Regions from separate parts of the Mus musculus genome. Here region 1 is linked to region 2. Evidence: chromatin contacts called from public Hi-C data. All regions are on one chromosome and are shown on one strand. The core of a region is the stretch at or near the end of the contact, and the rest is flanking DNA. Distances in the headings are between cores, read along the strand shown.

Region 1 (5,207 bases), core at 2,125-4,624, 190 kb after region 2:
AATCATGACCACAGCTACCTACTCTGCCACTCACTGCAGTTCTCTCTCCATCTGCCTATTTGGAAACGTCTAGAAAGAACCAAGATTTTTTTTTTTTTTTTTTTTTTTTTGCATGACCCCTTAAACTGAAGATCTAGCCTGTTCTGCAGCCCAATGGCACGGCTGCCATCAGAGGCAGTTCACTCCCACCTTCTGCTCCATGAAGATACCACAGAGTAGAAGAACAGGGGAACTGAACTGGAACATTTTGTAGAATAATCTTTATTTCTATCAGATAACAGAAAGAAATACACATATTTTTTTGCAAAATATTTAAATGTTTTAGAAATGAGTAATCTCACAGAAAAAGTAACCCTGGGAGGCAGCTAGGCAGAGACTTCACCACAGGGGTGTCTTACATGTGCTTTTATTTCTATCTTAGTCGTCCTTCTAGAAATGACTAGCCAAGCTCTCAAGCCCCAGAGCATCACCCAGCAGGCAGCTGCTACCTACCTGTATCAGCAAGACAAAGGATTTCTGTGGCCCCAGAGGTAACCAACTCTCTCATGGGAAGGAACCATACTGGGCTCTGCAGAGGGGACCTTCTGGATGAATGGGGAACTGGGAAACTATGCTGACAGAGGCCCACCTCCTGCTGCTGCCCTCACCTACCTTGGAGATCCCTGAAATTATGATGGTGCTTTTCTTCCGTGGGGACTTGAGTTTCAGCTTTGAGGACTCGCTGAGTTGCCGAATGGCGACTTCAGCCACAGGGTCTGAGCCATTCAGCACCAACAGTTCTGCCAGAAGGAAAGTAGCACCGAGTTCAGTAGCAAACCTCACAAGCGCCAAGCGATCGCCCATAGCACAGGGGCAGGAACAGTCTATAAGCAGTGGTTGGCAAGCATTTGGAAGGAGGGAGAAAATAAGGGGTTGAGGTTTTTTCAACTCATCTCCCCATAAAGTAGAAGCAGCTAGGAGCCACCTGTAAATGAACAGGCAAGGCCTGGTTCTGGTAAAACTTTAAGAGGGCTACGTAAAATGGCAAAGGTCAGCAGACAAAAAAAATTAATAAATTGTGGGCAGAGGAAACGGTACAGGAAGTAAAGGCACTATGGCCGGGCAGTGGTGGCACACGCCTTTAATCCCAGCACTCAGGAGGCAGAGGCAGACAGATTTCTGAGTTCGAGGCCAGCCTGGTCTACAAAGTGAATTCCAGGACAGCCAGGGCTACACAGAGAAACCCTGACTCGGGAGCGGTTGCGGGGTGGGGCGGGAAGAAAAGGCACTAAGTCTAATGATCTAACCTTAGTTTGATTCCTTGGACCCAGTGGGGGAAGGAGAGAACAGATTCCTGTGGGCTGTCCTCTGACCCTCACATTCATTCATTCATTCATTCATTCATTCATTCATTCATTCTTACTCTCTCTCTCATACACATATATACAGAAAGAGAGAGAGAGAGAGAGAGGGGAAGAGGAGAAGGAGGAAGAAGAGGAAGAGGAGGAGGAGGAGGAGGAGGAAGAGGAGGAGGAGGAGGAGGAGGAAGAGGAGGAGGAGGAGGAGGAGGAAGAGGAAGAGGAGGAGGAGGAGGAGGAGGAGGAGGAGGAGGAGGAGGAGGAGGAGGAGAAAAGAAAAGAAAGTTTTAAACATTGGGAAAATTTGGATCTCACAAAGGCACATAACTCCTCCTCCCTCCAAAAGTGGCTGACACAGAATATGAATCCAAGGAAGCCAATAAAGCTATTAAGAGCTGGCCCTTCCTGTGTCATAAAAGTATTAAGTACTGCTGACAGAGCCTGCGTGTTTTGTCATTTGCTCATCCCTAGCTCCATCAGGTGAGTTCTTTTTTCTTTCTTTAAAAAAAAAAATCTCCACTTGAAAAGATGCCAGGTCATCGGGTAGGTGGCTAGGTGGAGAGGGGTCTCTCCTCCAGAGAGCTTGTACTTATAGCTTATATTATTCTGCTAAGGTAAAATGAAACATGACAAAAAGGGATCCAGGGTGTAACAATGATACAGCACTTGCATAGCATGCACAAGGCTCTGTGATTGATTCCCAGAACTGCAGAAGCAAATGAAGGAACCAGGACAATAAAGCTGTTTTAGGAGCAGGACATCAGCCATGGCCATAGGTCACAGGGTCTGGTTTCTACAGTTACACACTTGGCCCCAGAGCTGGGCTTAAAGGAGTGCTTGCTCAACCACTCCTTGCTTTTTAGGTGGGTACTGCAGATTAAGCTCAGGTCCTCACACTGACGTCTAGACAGGAAGATACCTGTTCAAGATTTTGATTATCTGAAAATAATCCAAAAATACAGAATTGGAACTGTCACAGCTTGAATGAGAAATGTCTCTGAGAGGCCAGTGTTTAGGGGCCTTCTGAGATGGTGGTGCTACTCTGGAGGCTGTAATACATTTAGGGATGGAACCTTGAACTTCCTCTCTGCTACCTGGTTACCCATGATATGAGCAGGCTCTGTCACAAACTCTGGCTACCATGCATTTACTCTTAAAAAAGTGAGTTAAAACAATCCTTTTCTCCCTTTTAATGTTTCTGCCAGATCCCTTTGTCATAGCGATACAGAATATACAAAATTACTAATCCAGAAAAATTGGTACAAAAGTGGGTTGTTGCTTCTGTGAAACCTATGTGGTTTGGGCCTTTGGAACTGACTTGTGGAAGGAATGGTGGAAAAATTTGGATATGTGAACTAGAAAAACCCCTGAAGAAGCCCTGGAGGCTCACAAAATGACACAGGCTATTGCCATTGCTCTTGTGGCTCACCGAAACTAGAAGGTAAGACCTACTGTTGAAGACACAACACACTTTCAGTTAGAACATAGAGAAAGCTGGAACTGACCTGAAAACTTCCTCCCTGCTAGAAGGTGCTATGCAGGCAGCTGGGGGAGAAAAAGAATCAGTGGGCTTACACAGCAGAAACTCTGCATTCTTCTGTACTGACCTGACAGGCAAGATGTATGACTAGTGCAATAGCGGCATGACTACTACGGGGTAACCTTCTGCCTTTTGGATTTGAAGTCAGCTGCACAGGAAGGAATTGACTCCTGATCCTATAAACTTGGTCAAAAGCCCAAGCTTGGGAGGAACTGTCTATTGTTGCTTTGCTAAATGGATAGAGGTCAGAAATATTTGTTCTCATTCAAATTAGTGTCAACCTCAACTTTTGTCAGAGAAGCCTCCTTTGGCAGTGGTCAATGCAGAGACTCATAAAAGAAAATTTTCTGAGAATAAACCACCTCCCCAAGGCTCAGGGAATACTCTGGAAGCAGAGGAGGAAAAAGCTAGAGGCCAGGAAAGAGGGCTGTACACTGCTGTGCCCTGGATATGAAACAGCCTTGGTACGCAGGAAGCACAGCAGGAGTGATTACTTGCACAAGATCAAGCCAGGCAACATTCCACATGCATGAGCGGGTTCATCGCTCTGTTCATAGCGGAAGGGCTACTGGGAGTTGATGGCTGCTCGGGGCAGGAAGGATTGTAGTCACTGGTGGGTTAACCATGCTCTGGTGGATGGCCCCTCATACATGTAGGGACTCAGTTTATTAAAAAAACAAAACAAAACAGAATGAGACATGAGGTGGGAGGGTTTGTGTTGGGGGAGGTCTGAGAAGATGGGGACTGGGGAGTTGTGATCACGGATATGATCAAAATACATTGAATCAAAACATAAAAATATTTTTGAATAGGAAGAAAGGTTCTAGAATACTGTAATTAGACCTTAGACTTATTCCTGTGGTTGTATGGAAGACCTGAGTGCTGAGAGAAACAGTGAGTTTGGAATGGGAACAAGGACTCCACTGGGAACAGGATTAGAAACTATCTGTGTTACATTTTGGCACAGAATTTGCCTATAGTTTACCTATGTTCTAGGACTATAAAGAGGCAGAATTTATAGTGCAGCATTCAGGCCATGGCATGGTTACTACTGGCTGCTTTAGCCAGTCTTACAGTGGGGTGTAAGAATAGAAATTAGAGCAGAAAGACATGAAAAATGAAGTGCTTGGTTAGGAAAGAAGAGTATCTCAAACTGCCAAAGCAAGTGGCAGGTGTGGCCATGGTTATTTAAGCACCATTAGGAAGAAGTCAAATAGTATGTACAAGGATGTAGGAAGGATGCTCTCAGGATATTTCAGGAATTGGTGAGACCCCTGATGCCTCCAGCATATAAAACTATGTATTCATTCGAAAGATACTTGAATGAGGCTTCATAGAGAAATGTGTCACAGGTTCACTCATCTAGGCACTTAGAAGTCACTGTGGTCATGATACTAGGAAGGCCTAGCTACCTATCAAGTGATCAGTGAAACGTAGGGTTGTCCACTCAGTGCTAGGTTTTCAAGCATGCAGTAAACAGGTGTTATGGGATCATACAGGGTTGCACCTAAATTAAGGAAAGTGTGTAGGGCCAAGTACTATTCATTTCAGGTTTCCTGTGGGGAGCATCTCATTGGGCAGAATCTCTGAGGATGAAGCCTAAGCTGCAGTAGAGACCCCAGGATGTTGTCAATGCCAGGACCATAAGACATGTCCCAAGGAAAGCTGTAGGTAATAAGTGGAGTTAGCCCAAGAGACAGGCCACATGGGCTGCAAATGGCAAATGTGCAGGAGTGGAATTGTCTGTGTCTATTGGTACTCCAATCATTTCCACCACATGCATTAAATGCCAAACACAGGACTACAGCATTCAGTGCCCTGATATGGTTCAGTTTCCCTCTAGTCTAAAATTTCCTCCCATCCCCCCATTTCTCCATTCTGAATGGGCACGATTACTCTGTACCCTTGCAGTCTGGAAATATCTAACTCTCCTTTTGGTTTTACAGGGGCTCACAACTAAGTGACATCCCTGAATCTCAAAAACAAAACTCTACACTCAGATCCTTGAACAGTGTTGGAACTATTAAGTTTATGGGGACTCTTAAAGTTAAACTAATTGTATTTTGCATTATAAGATGACTGTGAACCTTTGGAGCCAGCCAGGATGCAATACCATGGCTTAGATATCAAATGTCTCCCATAGGCTCATGTTATGAATACTTGTTCCCCAGCCAATGACACTATTTTGGGAGGCTGTGGAACCTTTAGAAGGTGGGGCCTAGCTGGCAGACGTCTGACACTAGGGACAGGCTTTGAAGGGGATAGCCCTGGGTTTAGAATCTCTTTATGTCCTGGTCTAATATGATCCTGACTCCTTATGTATTTACACA
Region 2 (4,886 bases), core at 1,468-3,967:
GCCTGACTAGAAAGCAGATGTGTAGTGTATTTTTACTGAGTTCATCAGGCCTCTGGACCAGGACACAGGGCAACCCCCACTGAGAGGTGGGACAGGAATTTGCTTCTGTGGGACACAATTCAGTCAACAGGAGAAAATGCATCTCTCTCACTGTGGCCCACAGGAGTGTCTGTCAATAGCAACTTAGCTGTTAGCCTTCCCAGCCACAAGTGACTTTTCAGTGTCTTCCATGATAGGTGGGCTAAGGGGACTGTGATGTCTAGAGCTGACCCAGGTAGAGGCCCACTGGGGCCATCTAGGTCAGCAGCCCATTTTGGGAGCCTATGAAGAGGCAGCAACCTGCCTAGTCAGTGCTGAAATATTTTTTTAATTAATAAATCCTGAAGGTGGGTTTGCTACCCACCTCAATGGTTCATGTTCCTGAATGAAAGACACACATACAGCCTTTATATTTTATATGCCTTAAACAACGCAATAGTTGGGCCCCTGCCTAACTTCTGTGCTGTTAATCTACCTCCTGTCAAGAATCCTGAGTTATTACTTCCTAATTCTATGTTCTATCTTGGCTGCCCTGGAGCCAGTTGGGCATCCCTCTGGGCTGGGCTCTCCTGGCTCCTTCACATGGCAGCTATGTCTCTCTGTCCTCCACTCTTCTCAAGCATAGCACCTCTCCTCTCCTCCACACTCTCCCAGCATGGTGAATCTCCTCCTCCTTCTCTTTCTCCTTCTCCTTTTTCTCCTTCTCCTCCTCCCCATCCCAAGCCTGGGAATCCTAAAATCCCTCATCTCTCTGTTCTCTCCAGCTATTGGCTGCTGTCATCTTTATTTACCAATCAGAACCAACCAGGGACAGGTTCCCAGAAGCTATGTGCAGCCTGTCTTGTGCAAAGAGTATTTGGGGGGAACATAATTAGCATATATAGTGTAAGTAGCTACAAGTCAGAGCCCAAGGTAGAAAATGTGACCCTGAGAAACTCCAGTTATGCAGGCATAGGCCCCAACACTTGGCTGGGTCTTCCTTCAAGTTTGTGTCTGTTGCCATTCTGGTATAAATATACCAGCAGCCAGAACTAAAGTCTGGATTAAGGACCTCTTTTTAAAAGAAGAAAAATGATTAGGTTAAATTAAGATCCAAATGTCAATTCCCACCTAGAATATGGACAAGCACAAAAGGTAGTCAGAGTTTGGGAATTCAAGTTCTCCCTCTGTGCTGTGGATGGCAATCTGACCTCACCATTCGTCCTGTTTTAACTGTGACAAAATAGTGATGTCCTTGCCATACTCTATAGCTTCCAGAAGCTCTGAACACTTCCAGTTGCCAGGCCATTTGGGGAACTCAAAGCTTCTGTTCATTCGCTTGTAGATAGAAGCCTCTCTACCTCTGACAGGGAGTGCTACTATAGGCCTGTGTAGGTGTCAGCGGCTACATAAGAAGGCTTGGAGGCCTGGCTGGGCAGGCTGCACTTAGCACCTTCTTCTCAGTCTTTACTAGCTGCCCACTCCAGAGAACCAGTGACCAAAGACAGGGCTCCCTCCAGTCCCTCCTCCCATCCTGATCCAAAGCCTTCACTGGCAGCTCACCATGTCAGAGCAGTTTGAAAGGGCCCACTCTAGATGCCTTGGTTTTGTGTCAGTTGTAAGATGGCAGGATACTCATAGCTCTCTGCACTGGATGAAAGGCATCCAGTGAAAGGACAGATATCATTGGGTCACCTGAAGGCCCTGTCAAAACAACAGGGCTGAACCCAGGTTAGACTCTCAGGAATGCCAGCCTGGCTGGTGCAGCTGGCATGAGAAGCAGGCAGAGAGCCATGGAACGAAAGGCCACTCTACCCTGCTCTCAGGCCGCTCATCCTTTTGAGTACCCTTCTTCCCTTGGCCACCAATGTTACCCGTTCTGTTGCCTACCCTTCCATGCTCAGGTCTTGGGTAGGCTGCTGAGCAGAAAGAAGTACAGGCAATTCCATCTACAGTTCATACTGAAGCCTGGCCTTTATAAACATTTCATTGAACACCCTGCTACAAATGAGAATTTGGCAGAATCCCAAATCTCCTCATTACCCAGGATCTTATTTCTATGACCATCCATTCCTTCATCCATTTCCCCATCTATCCACCAGTCATTCATCATCCACGTATCAGCCATCTATCATCCACCATCCATATATCATCTCCCACCCATGTATCTTCCATGGATGGGTCAATCTTTTGCCTAACAAGCACTGCAGTGTTCATATCTAGAGTATGGGGTCTTTCCATGTGGCTCCAGATCACTACTGAAACAGAAAGACCCATGTGCCTCATGGAGTCCATGCACGTTGGTCTATGAACCACCTTCACCCTCTGCTCACAGCTTGCACTCCAGTAGCTTGTGTTTACCAGATGCTCAGCAGCAGAGCCTGGGAACACTCAGGAAGAGCCCTCAGTGACTCCTTGCCCCAGGCCCAGATGATCAACAGCCCTGTGCCAGTCTGCACAAGACTTCCCTGCAGCCACTGAAGATCAATAACACTACATTTTTCTCATTTCAATAAAGATACAAAGAGTGCTTCTAGAAAGGAAGCCAAAAAACAACACCCATAAGTTGGCCCTTCAGGGACATTCTTGGCTGCTTTGCTCTGGTTGTTTTTCACAAGGAGGGGGAGCAGGGCTGCTGGGTGGAGCTGCCTTAACAGTTTACCTATGACTCAGGTGCCAGGAATGCCAACCACCTACCTCTGTCCTCCAGCAGAACCCACAGCCCCTGACCTGGTGACAGAGAAGACTGTGGTTAAGTGCTTGCAGGGAAGAGAGATTTAGAAGAGCAGACTGGGAAGGGGTGGGTCCCATGGAATAGTGGAACCCACTCATCAAAGAGAGGGACAAGATGAGAAGTTGAGATCAGAGGAGCCAAGCTTCTTGAAGCCATGAGTACCTGTGCAAGAAAGGAAGAAAAGCCTACAGGTTTCTAGGAGGCTGTATCATGCCTCATGGACCCTGGGTCATTTCCCAAAGAGTAACCTTGGCCCCTACAATCCAAATTCGCCCTCAGATGGTCCTAGCTTTGATGCAACCAGTGGCTTAGGACAGACTTGGTGAAAGAGCTTGTCATAGCTGCAAACTCACAGTGTTTCATGGCAATCTGTGACTTACAAATTCTGATTCTCTCACTGGCCCTGGGAAAGCTCAGGCAAGGCAGGTATGTAACTCAGAAGGTCTGGCAATGTTCAGGCTGTAGAGAGATATGCTTCTTCTGACTAGTCCCTCCCCTGATCCAGAAGCCTGTAACTTTGGGCTCCTCCACTTCCCTGGATCTCATTTATTCATTATTAACTGGTGACAGTAATAACACACCTCCTCTTCCCTCTGAAGAATGTCAGGGAAGGCTTTGAGCTCCAGGGGAAAGGTGCCAAGTTGCTGCAAGCTGTTATTAGACATAATTGGGCTTGCAACGGGGGAAACTTCAAAGCGACTAGACTCAGTTTACTTTAGCCGCTTTCCTTATCCCCTTCTCTGTCTCCCTCCACCGTGTTGTTGCTTTGTCTTCCCACCCACCACATCATCATCCTTCTCCTGCCCCTCACATCTTCTTCCTATCATATTCAATCCTCCCAGATAACACCCTTCACTAGGCATTCTACCTCCACAGTGATAGACTGGCAAGAGTGTGAGCATTAAACCCAAGCCTCAGACCCCATAGGTGAGAATTGCACATTCAACCACCTATCATCCACCTGCTCACCCATCCATAACCTACTCCCCATTTCTCATCTGCCTATTCACCCTTCAATCCTTCCAGCATCCATGAATCTACCAACTATTCATCCATTTAATTAGTATCTACCCATGTATCTACCCACTCTACTCCATCTATTTACCTCTCTACCTTCCATTAAATCTCCATCCACCTACCCACTCATTCATCCATCTGCCAACCTATCCAGGGATGTCTCTGTCATGCCTCTGTAACAAAGCCTAGCTCTGCCATCATTTATAGCCAGGATACAGAAGGCAGGATATAAAACGGTAGGACAAATGTGAGCTGGTGTCCATGCTTGTCACAGAGATCCCTTGCCCTACCTTGTGGAACTCTATGAGCCCTTCTTCATCCTTCTTACCCTGGCCCATGCACTGTGCTCCTCTGTGGTGGCAAAGGTAGGAGGAAAGAGCAGGAAGAGGCACTAGAGCCTCTGTAGTGACATGACCCTCTGACCTCATGATTCCTAGGAGTTGTCTTCTAGGGAATCATGGTGCAAGCAGCCACATGCGGGCCCTGGGAAAGGAGCCCAAGGTGGGCAACTTCCTGAAAATGAACCCATTGGCTGGCTCCCAGGGCATTCCCTCCCACCATCTTCAACAGCATAGAACTCTGAAAAAGGATAGGTTCCCAGAGAGCAGTTTACACAGGGTGGTCCTGGAGCCATCAGCAACAGACTCGAAAGGGCCAGCTGACACATGTATGTTCCCATCAGGTGTTTTGAGTCTGCCTAAGGCTGGGCAAGAATCTATATGTAAGCTAATTTCCAGTGTTCTCCAGTACCAGCATCATGTGGGAGAACCTCAGCTCAAAAAAAAAAAAAAAAAAAAACAGCATTGGGTGAGCTTCCTCCTAGGATGTTCTCTACCCCTGAACCCAACAGTGGCATAGCATTGCTGTGGCTGAGACTTGTCTCACTAGGTACTCTTGCTAATATGAGGAGACATGAGGTTTCCCTTCTTATTATCATCCTGAACCAGGGAAAGACAGTTGAAACGTTGGAATGTCAAAAGGACAGCTTATGTGGACACCTCAGATTAGAGCCAGGCCAGCCCAAGCAAGGCTAAGTGAGTAGAGCCGTCTGTTCCTCACCTCCATTCTCACACACAGCCCTGCTCACTGCAAAGGGCATTTGTGGAATGTGAAATTT

Evidence for each region. Hi-C and Micro-C count contacts between places; a contact is called where the count stands out from the background.
Region 1: a contact with region 2 is called in a Hi-C map of trophoblast stem cells, with 1.5 times the contacts expected there. The contact joins two enhancer-like sites. A contact is called at or near these places in 8 of 484 Hi-C or Micro-C datasets (the G1E-ER4 cell line, differentiating embryonic stem cells, embryonic stem cells and 3 more) and 1 of 9 other capture datasets (liver).

What each region holds. Positions count from the first base shown.
Region 1 is chr16:97,869,502-97,874,708 of GRCm38.p6, forward strand. It overlaps C2cd2 (C2 calcium-dependent domain containing 2), which reads right to left. Exons shown (of 14, transcript NM_174847.2): 12 at 652-779. Among named protein-coding and RNA genes, the nearest start is that of Mir6964, 5.2 kb to the right of the region's middle. Within about 2 kb of position 3,375, at least 22 of the 459 cell types and tissues checked have an H3K27ac peak or open chromatin away from gene starts, as enhancers often do. A contact at or near this core is called in trophoblast stem cells, where this site is marked.
Region 2 is chr16:97,683,409-97,688,294 of GRCm38.p6, forward strand. No RefSeq gene overlaps it. Among named protein-coding and RNA genes, the nearest start is that of Gm41512, 15 kb to the left of the region's middle. Within about 2 kb of position 2,718, at least 33 of the 459 cell types and tissues checked have an H3K27ac peak or open chromatin away from gene starts, as enhancers often do. A contact at or near this core is called in trophoblast stem cells, where this site is marked.